Linked DNA regions of Sus scrofa: region 1 is linked to region 2. A link is a contact called in public Hi-C data. All regions are on one chromosome and are shown on one strand. The core of a region is the stretch at or near the end of the contact, and the rest is flanking DNA. Distances in the headings are between cores, read along the strand shown.

Region 1 (3,049 bases), core at 461-2,960, 49 kb after region 2:
CTATGAAATAAACAAATAAATGAGGGCAAGCTGGATTTCAGGGCCATATCTTAAGTCAGCTCAGGGTGACCTGAGTGTCTCAAACACACACACACACACACACACACACACACACACACACAGAAGAAACTGGCTTTGGCACATGGAAGAGCAGCAGCGAACCTGCAGCTGGTGCTACTTTAACGTGCACCCTTCATACTCTGGCTGATTTTCAAAAACACAATAATACTCTTCGCCAGAAAGCTGGGTCCCCAGGCTTGTGCCAAACTACCCACACAAATATACACTTTACAAGCACAGATGGGAAATGCCAATCCAGGACTGAAAAGAGGCATGGGGATTCGGGTGTTTAGTCTGGTCGCTCCACACCCAAAAGTTTCAGGGACAGGGCTGATGTTTGAAGGGGGCGGGGGGGTACCGCCCATCCCCTACTTTCATCCGGGTACTATGGCGACGACCCCCTGTTTTCCCAAGACCGCGTTGCCCGCCGCCCTGGTGATGACCCTTGAGATCTAATCTAGCGTCAGCGGGGACACCAAGACAATCGTGCTGCTGGGTACTCAGACCGAGAGAAGGGCTGGAAACCACTCAGCCTTCCGGGCTGGCCGGACTGACACACCCACTCAGAACCGATGGCCCGGGGACGCGGCAGCCAGGCGGGGGGGACCCACGCGCCTCCGTCCCGCGCGCACGAAGACGTTGCGGTTGAGGACGCGCCGATCATTCAGATCCCGGCTGGGAGGTCTCGCTGCCCCCAGCGGAGGATGCCCGCTTCCTCCCCCTCGTCCTCCATTCCCGTGCAAAGTGAGCGGGAGAAAGTTGTGTCCGGGCCCTGGCGCCCCGGGGCTGGGAAGGGAACGCGGGCAGGCGGAGAGGAGACCCGGGCCCCCCTTACCTTGTCCTTGGGGCCGAGGTTCTGCAAAACCTCCTTGCCGGTGGCGCTCCGGATCTCCACCCCGGCGGGCGCGGGCGACGCGGGCGCGGGCTCCCGGCTCTCCTCCCGGCCTTGGCCCCGGCGCGGGGTGTCCCCCTCGGCGCCGGGGCGGCTCGCCGAGCCGCGGCCGCTGCCCTGGCTGCTCCGGGGAGTCTTGGCGCCCCGCTGCCCCACGCTCAGGCATCGAAATCCAGCGTCTTGCTCTCGAAGGCGCCCTCCACGTTGCAGAACATACCGCCGTACTTCTGCCGCGGGACCTGGTCGGTGGTGCCCGGCCTGGCCAGGTACACGGGCAGATCGTCCTCGTGGGAGCTGTCCCAGCCTCTGCGGCCCGAGGCCATGGTTGGATCGCGACGGCGGCCCGCGGGTCCTCTTCCCGAGAGGCGGAAAGGGCAGCTGCCGGCAGCGTGCGCGGAGCCACAGTGACTGGGGCGGGAGGAGGCGCCTGAGCCTTCGCGCCAGAGGCGGCAGTGCTGCTCCGGTTCCTGCCAGTCCCCAGCGAGCCCCGAGCCAGCGAGCGCGGCGCGGGGGCCGGAGCTGCTGCGCGTTGCGCTCGCCCGCCCGCCCGCCCCGCCGGCCGCACCTCCTCCGCGCTGGGGACCCTAACGTGGCCTCTGGCGATCACGCGTCCCAGCCGCCCATCCCAGGAGAAATGCAACTTGGCGCGCGCGCGCGCTCACACGCACACGCACACTCCCCGCTGCCCAACAACCCCCAGATTCACACTCAAGAACTTGCTGCACTCAACACGTGCGCACAAGCCGTGCTTTACTACTCCCCAGTTGGCCTTACAAGCACAAACCTCTCTGTCCCGCTCAGGCGGTTGGATTTCAAAGCGAAGTCGACACACATAGAAACTCAGGTTTACCAGACTCCCAAGCTTGGACTTTGTTTACCTATAGTCCCAGATTGGCCGCATCCTGCTCTTAGAATGGCCTCCCAATTGCTCCCAGGTCTAGAATCTGCCTCACCAACCTGCACCCTCACGCAAGGAGCTCCCGAATTTACAGGTTTTCCTCGTGGGGGGTTGGGGAGGGGCGTCATGGATAATCACAAAAGCCTGTCATTGCATCCCACTCTTAAACCCCTTCTTCCTTGATGGGCACCCCTTTAGATTTTGCTTTTTATCCCCTCTTAATTTGTCTTACACACCGTCACATGACAGATCACGGACATGCCTTGCAAAATACTCTTAATACCCTCCCTATTCTGGGACCACGACCCCCTGGCGGATAATACCTCACACACTGAGGTCAGAGCCCTCCCCCGGCCCTCCCCCCAAGTCCAGACTTAGCTCCAGAATGTACAACCAGAGACTTGGAGGTTCTTGTTCCCTGGCGCGCACACAGTGTTACTCTGGTACATGCTTTCCCCACGTCATCCCCTCCCCCGCGTCCACCCAGGGACCCTCTAAGCCAAACTTTGCCACATTAACACAGAGTCCAGGAACTGCAGAGCTTGCGTGGCATCTGCACACCCAGCCCAAACCCAGAACCTGTAATGCCCACCCGAAACTGGGCCCCCTCTTGGAAAGTCACCCCTGTGACTTTATTTAGTCATCCATCAGAACTGAGGGCCTCCTATGCTCTTTAGAAGACAGCAGCCTGAGGGTGTTAAACAGGCAGATGGGGGCCTGTCCCCACCCAGAGTGTGGTCTACACCCTCCATCTGGGTAGCTCAGTCCTTGACAGTCTGCCCAACATGTTCAACTTCATTTCCTGAATTCTCCACTGTATTATAAGCGCCATGAAGGCAGAAAACTGGTCTGTTTAGTTTACCTTTGAATATCTTGAGTCTAGAATATCTATAGGCACCTAAGGTACTCCATGAATCCCTTTGGAATGAGTGGATAATAATAACAACAACAATAAGGAGCATTTATGGCACGGTTGCTGTGTGCCACTCATTAGTGTAATTGTTTTGCATATATGTATTGATTCATTTAATGCCCATAAGTATCTCGTAGATTTTTTTTTTTTTTTTAATGGCTGCACCTACAGCATATGGAAGTTCCTGGGCCAGGGACGGAATCCCAGCCACAGCTGCAACAATGCCAGGTCCTTAACCCCCTGTGCCACAGTGGCAGCTCCTCTCAGAGGCTTTGTGCACAGACAC
Region 2 (3,323 bases), core at 569-3,068:
TTGGGGGAGCGGGGGGGAGAATGACGGGAAAATATAACATGCACCGAGGGCAAAAAAAAAAAAAAAAAAAAGTTGGTCATTACCGCTACAGCCACGTTAGCTGTCCAGTCCCGAGCACTGAAATACGAATTGGGGTGAATGGACGCAAGAAGGGACCAAGGTGAGGGCTGACAGTCCGGCCACCCCATCACCCTCGCGGCACGGGAGGCAAAGCCAAGGGCTGGAGCTGGAAGAGGGTGTCAGCGGGCTACCAAGTATCCCTAGAGAAAGGTGTCACCTCTCTATACCCCGCCTCGCCAAAAGGAACCTTCTACAAAAAACAAACCTCGCCTGGGGCAGCACAGACGGACACCCGAGGTGGCGCGGGGGTCCAGGAAGGGCCGTGCAGACGTTATAAATGCCGCGTAGTGAGAAAAAATGCTAAATAATCCAAAATTCCCCCGCGCCACTGTTTGGGTTTCCTCTTTGTTTAGTTTTTCCCCAAACCCCAGGGTCGATCCGTCTGGGTGGCGCCCCGCCGCGCCGGCTGGACTGACCGCTGCTCTCCACTCCCCGGACCCTGGGTCCCCCGTCCCTCCCCGGGGACCCGTGCAGGGAAGCCGCCGAGATCCAAGCCGCCCGCGCCCGCGGTGCAGCCAGCGGCCAGCGAGCGAGCCACGGAGGCGGCGGCGCCCGACTCACCGTGATCCGCGGGATGTTCTTCTTGCCTTGGTAGGACATGGTGGCGGCGGCGGTGGCTGCAGCAGCTGCCTCCCTCCCTCCTTCTGCTCCTGCTCCTGCTCGCCTGCGCCTTCCTCAGCGCACAGCGCCCCGAGATCAGGTGGAGCGAATGGTGCGCTGGCCGCGGCCGCCGCCTCCTCTCGCCTCCGCCCCTCTCCCGGCTCCCGCGGCGGCTGCCAGAGACAATAGTAAATCTCCCTGGTCCCCCTTTCACCCCCGACCCCCCCGCCACACACACCCTCCTCCACTCGCGTTCACGCCCGGGCTTTTTTTTTTTTTTTTCTTCTTTCCTTTGGCGGTGCCAGCTGGGACCCCGTAAGACAAGAATGGCTGATCTGCGACTCCTCCCTTTTCTCTCTTATCCCTATTGATTTTCCTCTTTGCATCTGCCTCACCCACTTTTTCTTTTTCTTCCTTTTTTTTTTTTTTTTTTTTGGTGACTTGCAGGAGCGGCGGTCCAGCCAGCTCCGCCACCACCAGGGGGCGCGAGGGACTGTTCGGGGCGGGGATGCTGCAGCCCTGAGTGTCGGGAGAAAGGCACCAGCATCGCCCTCCTAGCCCCACCGGCCAAGCCCGGGAAAACACCCATTCCTCCGATCAGCCGGTGGTCCGATTTCCCGCCTTCCCTACCCTCTTTTCAGAAAGGAGACTGCTCCGGATGTGCCTCCCGGAACCCCTTCTCCGCCACCACCCCCGCTGGAAGCGGCGGCGGCTGCCTTTGTTACCGCGGAGGCCGGCGCCGCCTCCCTGGCCGCTGGGTGTGTACACCCGCCGCGCGATCCCTTAGAAAGCCGATCCCGGTCAGACTTGGTGCAGCCTGGCCGGCCGCTGCTATCCCAAGACCTTGAAAATACAGACCCCAAAACGATGAAGCAACCACTCACTCTCAGGGCGCTGCAAGGGTGCACCGTGTCAGCTAGCTCTGTAACGTAAAAATCATTCTCAAAATAATGTGCTTTAAACTCCACTGCCTGGCTCAGAATCCAAGAAAGAGCATTAATGCTGCACGGAGAGTGAAGAGTAGAAAACACCTGTAGTGAGAAGGCAGCAGCCCTGCCACGTTACTGCGCAGCCGTGGATGTGTGCGCGGTCCGATGGGCGCTGCTCACGATCCGGAGTTTCCTCTATTACAGGCAGGGCTGATAGACAAAGGTCGCTGTGCTCTTAGGACCAAAACCGTGACCTTTCAAGGCTGCAACGTAATATCTTTTTGCTACCCGCTTCGATTCAACCGCCAAGGGAGGCATGGCTTGAGGATTCAACCGCCAAGGGAGGCATGCTTGCAGGAGCCGCTGTGGTTGGCGCCACATCCCCACCCTGGGGGGTGAGGGGCAGTCGGATGGGGGAGCTTTCTCAGCTCTCCTGAAAAAAATAATGCCAAATACACCGTTTGATAACAACAAAAACGGCTTGCTCTCCAAAAATCACAAAACCTTCTCAAGACGAGTCTCCTGTCACCACCCCACCCTCTTGCGGAACCTAAGGGCCCCCTAAACAGAAAGCCTGTAGATGGCACAGAGCCACTGACCACACTCTGGGACACCTCTTCATTAACTCGAAGGCTTCTGCTGCAACAGAGACACCATATAAAGCATCCACAGAAAAAGGCTCCAGAATACTCCAGCCTGAGCTTCCCGTAAACCCGAAATGAACCAGCCTGAACACATAATCAAAGGGCAGAGCAAGCAGCTGCCCCCTCCCCCGAAACACTCCTTCTCAAGTGAGTTAATCCAGGCAGCAGCCAGTTACTCATGGGTAACTAGACTGAATGCAGTCTTCACAGGGAAAGTCCACAGCTTTCTGTGATACTCTGGCTTGGAGGATGAGTGCAAAGCAAAGGTCACCTCCCCTACTCTTCTGCAAAAGCAGCGGGTGGGAGTGGGGGTGGGGGGAGGCTAAAGCCAAAGGCACACCCTAAACATTTTGCTTTGTTCATAAAGCTTAAGGGCTGAGACCAGTAGCCAAGAGTTGTGAAATTACAAAGCATTTTGGGGATTGGCATGCAAATGAGCAGGATTATATTTAGAACAGAGTAAAAAGAGAATTAACTACATACTAGGCAACCCTGCAGAGGTCTCTCAGAGTCTTTCTCATAGATGTTACCACCCCAAACTCAAGTGAAGGGAATTTGCAAGTTCTCCTCAGGAAAAGCAAAAATATGTAGGGGACATTTACAATCCTAAAGAAATACCGCTGCCTTTTTTTTTTTTTTTCAATTCTGTGGGTTTGTCAGGGTTTTTTTTTTCCTTTCTTACATCCTAATTATCTCCTCTATTGCTGTCATTATAATCCAGAACACTCTCTACTAAATAGATTTATACCATATTTTTGATCACTTGATGATTTTGTGCGATGTCTGTTGTTTCAAATTACAAGACTGGGTTAATCTCTTTGAGGTCAGGTTTGCACACAAGAAACCAAGCAAAGTAAGACTTGTGATGTGCTTCTCTGCATCAGACTGCTGTGAAAAGCCAGGCACAGGAATGCCTAATAACCAGCTAATCGGTTCAAGCTGTTGCCATCAGCAGAAATATACAACAAACACTGTTTTTTCCCCTCTTTCATCCCCTTCAATCATCTTTCTCTTTCTTAAATCAAAATCA

The links. A called contact is a pair of places that touch in the nucleus more often than the background predicts.
Region 1: a Hi-C map of retroperitoneal adipose tissue shows a contact between it and region 2, with 2.0 times the contacts expected there. The contact joins the promoter of DPYSL3 here to the enhancer-like site in region 2. A contact is called at or near these places in 10 of 47 Hi-C or Micro-C datasets (adipocytes, embryonic fibroblasts, fetal heart ventricle and 6 more) and 1 of 2 datasets of contacts at active chromatin or transcription factors (skeletal muscle).

The regions. Positions count from the first base shown.
Region 1 is chr2:148,775,345-148,778,393 of Sscrofa11.1, forward strand. DPYSL3 (dihydropyrimidinase-related protein 3) reads right to left here and starts at 1,711. Exons shown (of 15, transcript XM_003124066.6): 1 at 1,119-1,711; 2 at 896-1,116. The coding sequence starts at 1,275.
Region 2 is chr2:148,725,878-148,729,200 of Sscrofa11.1, forward strand. All of the region lies in intron 2 of DPYSL3 (dihydropyrimidinase-related protein 3), which reads right to left. Among named protein-coding and RNA genes, the nearest start is that of DPYSL3, 50 kb to the right of the region's middle. Within about 2 kb of position 1,819, at least 37 of the 83 cell types and tissues checked have an H3K27ac peak or open chromatin away from gene starts, as enhancers often do. A contact at or near this core is called in retroperitoneal adipose tissue, skeletal muscle and subcutaneous adipose tissue, where this site is marked.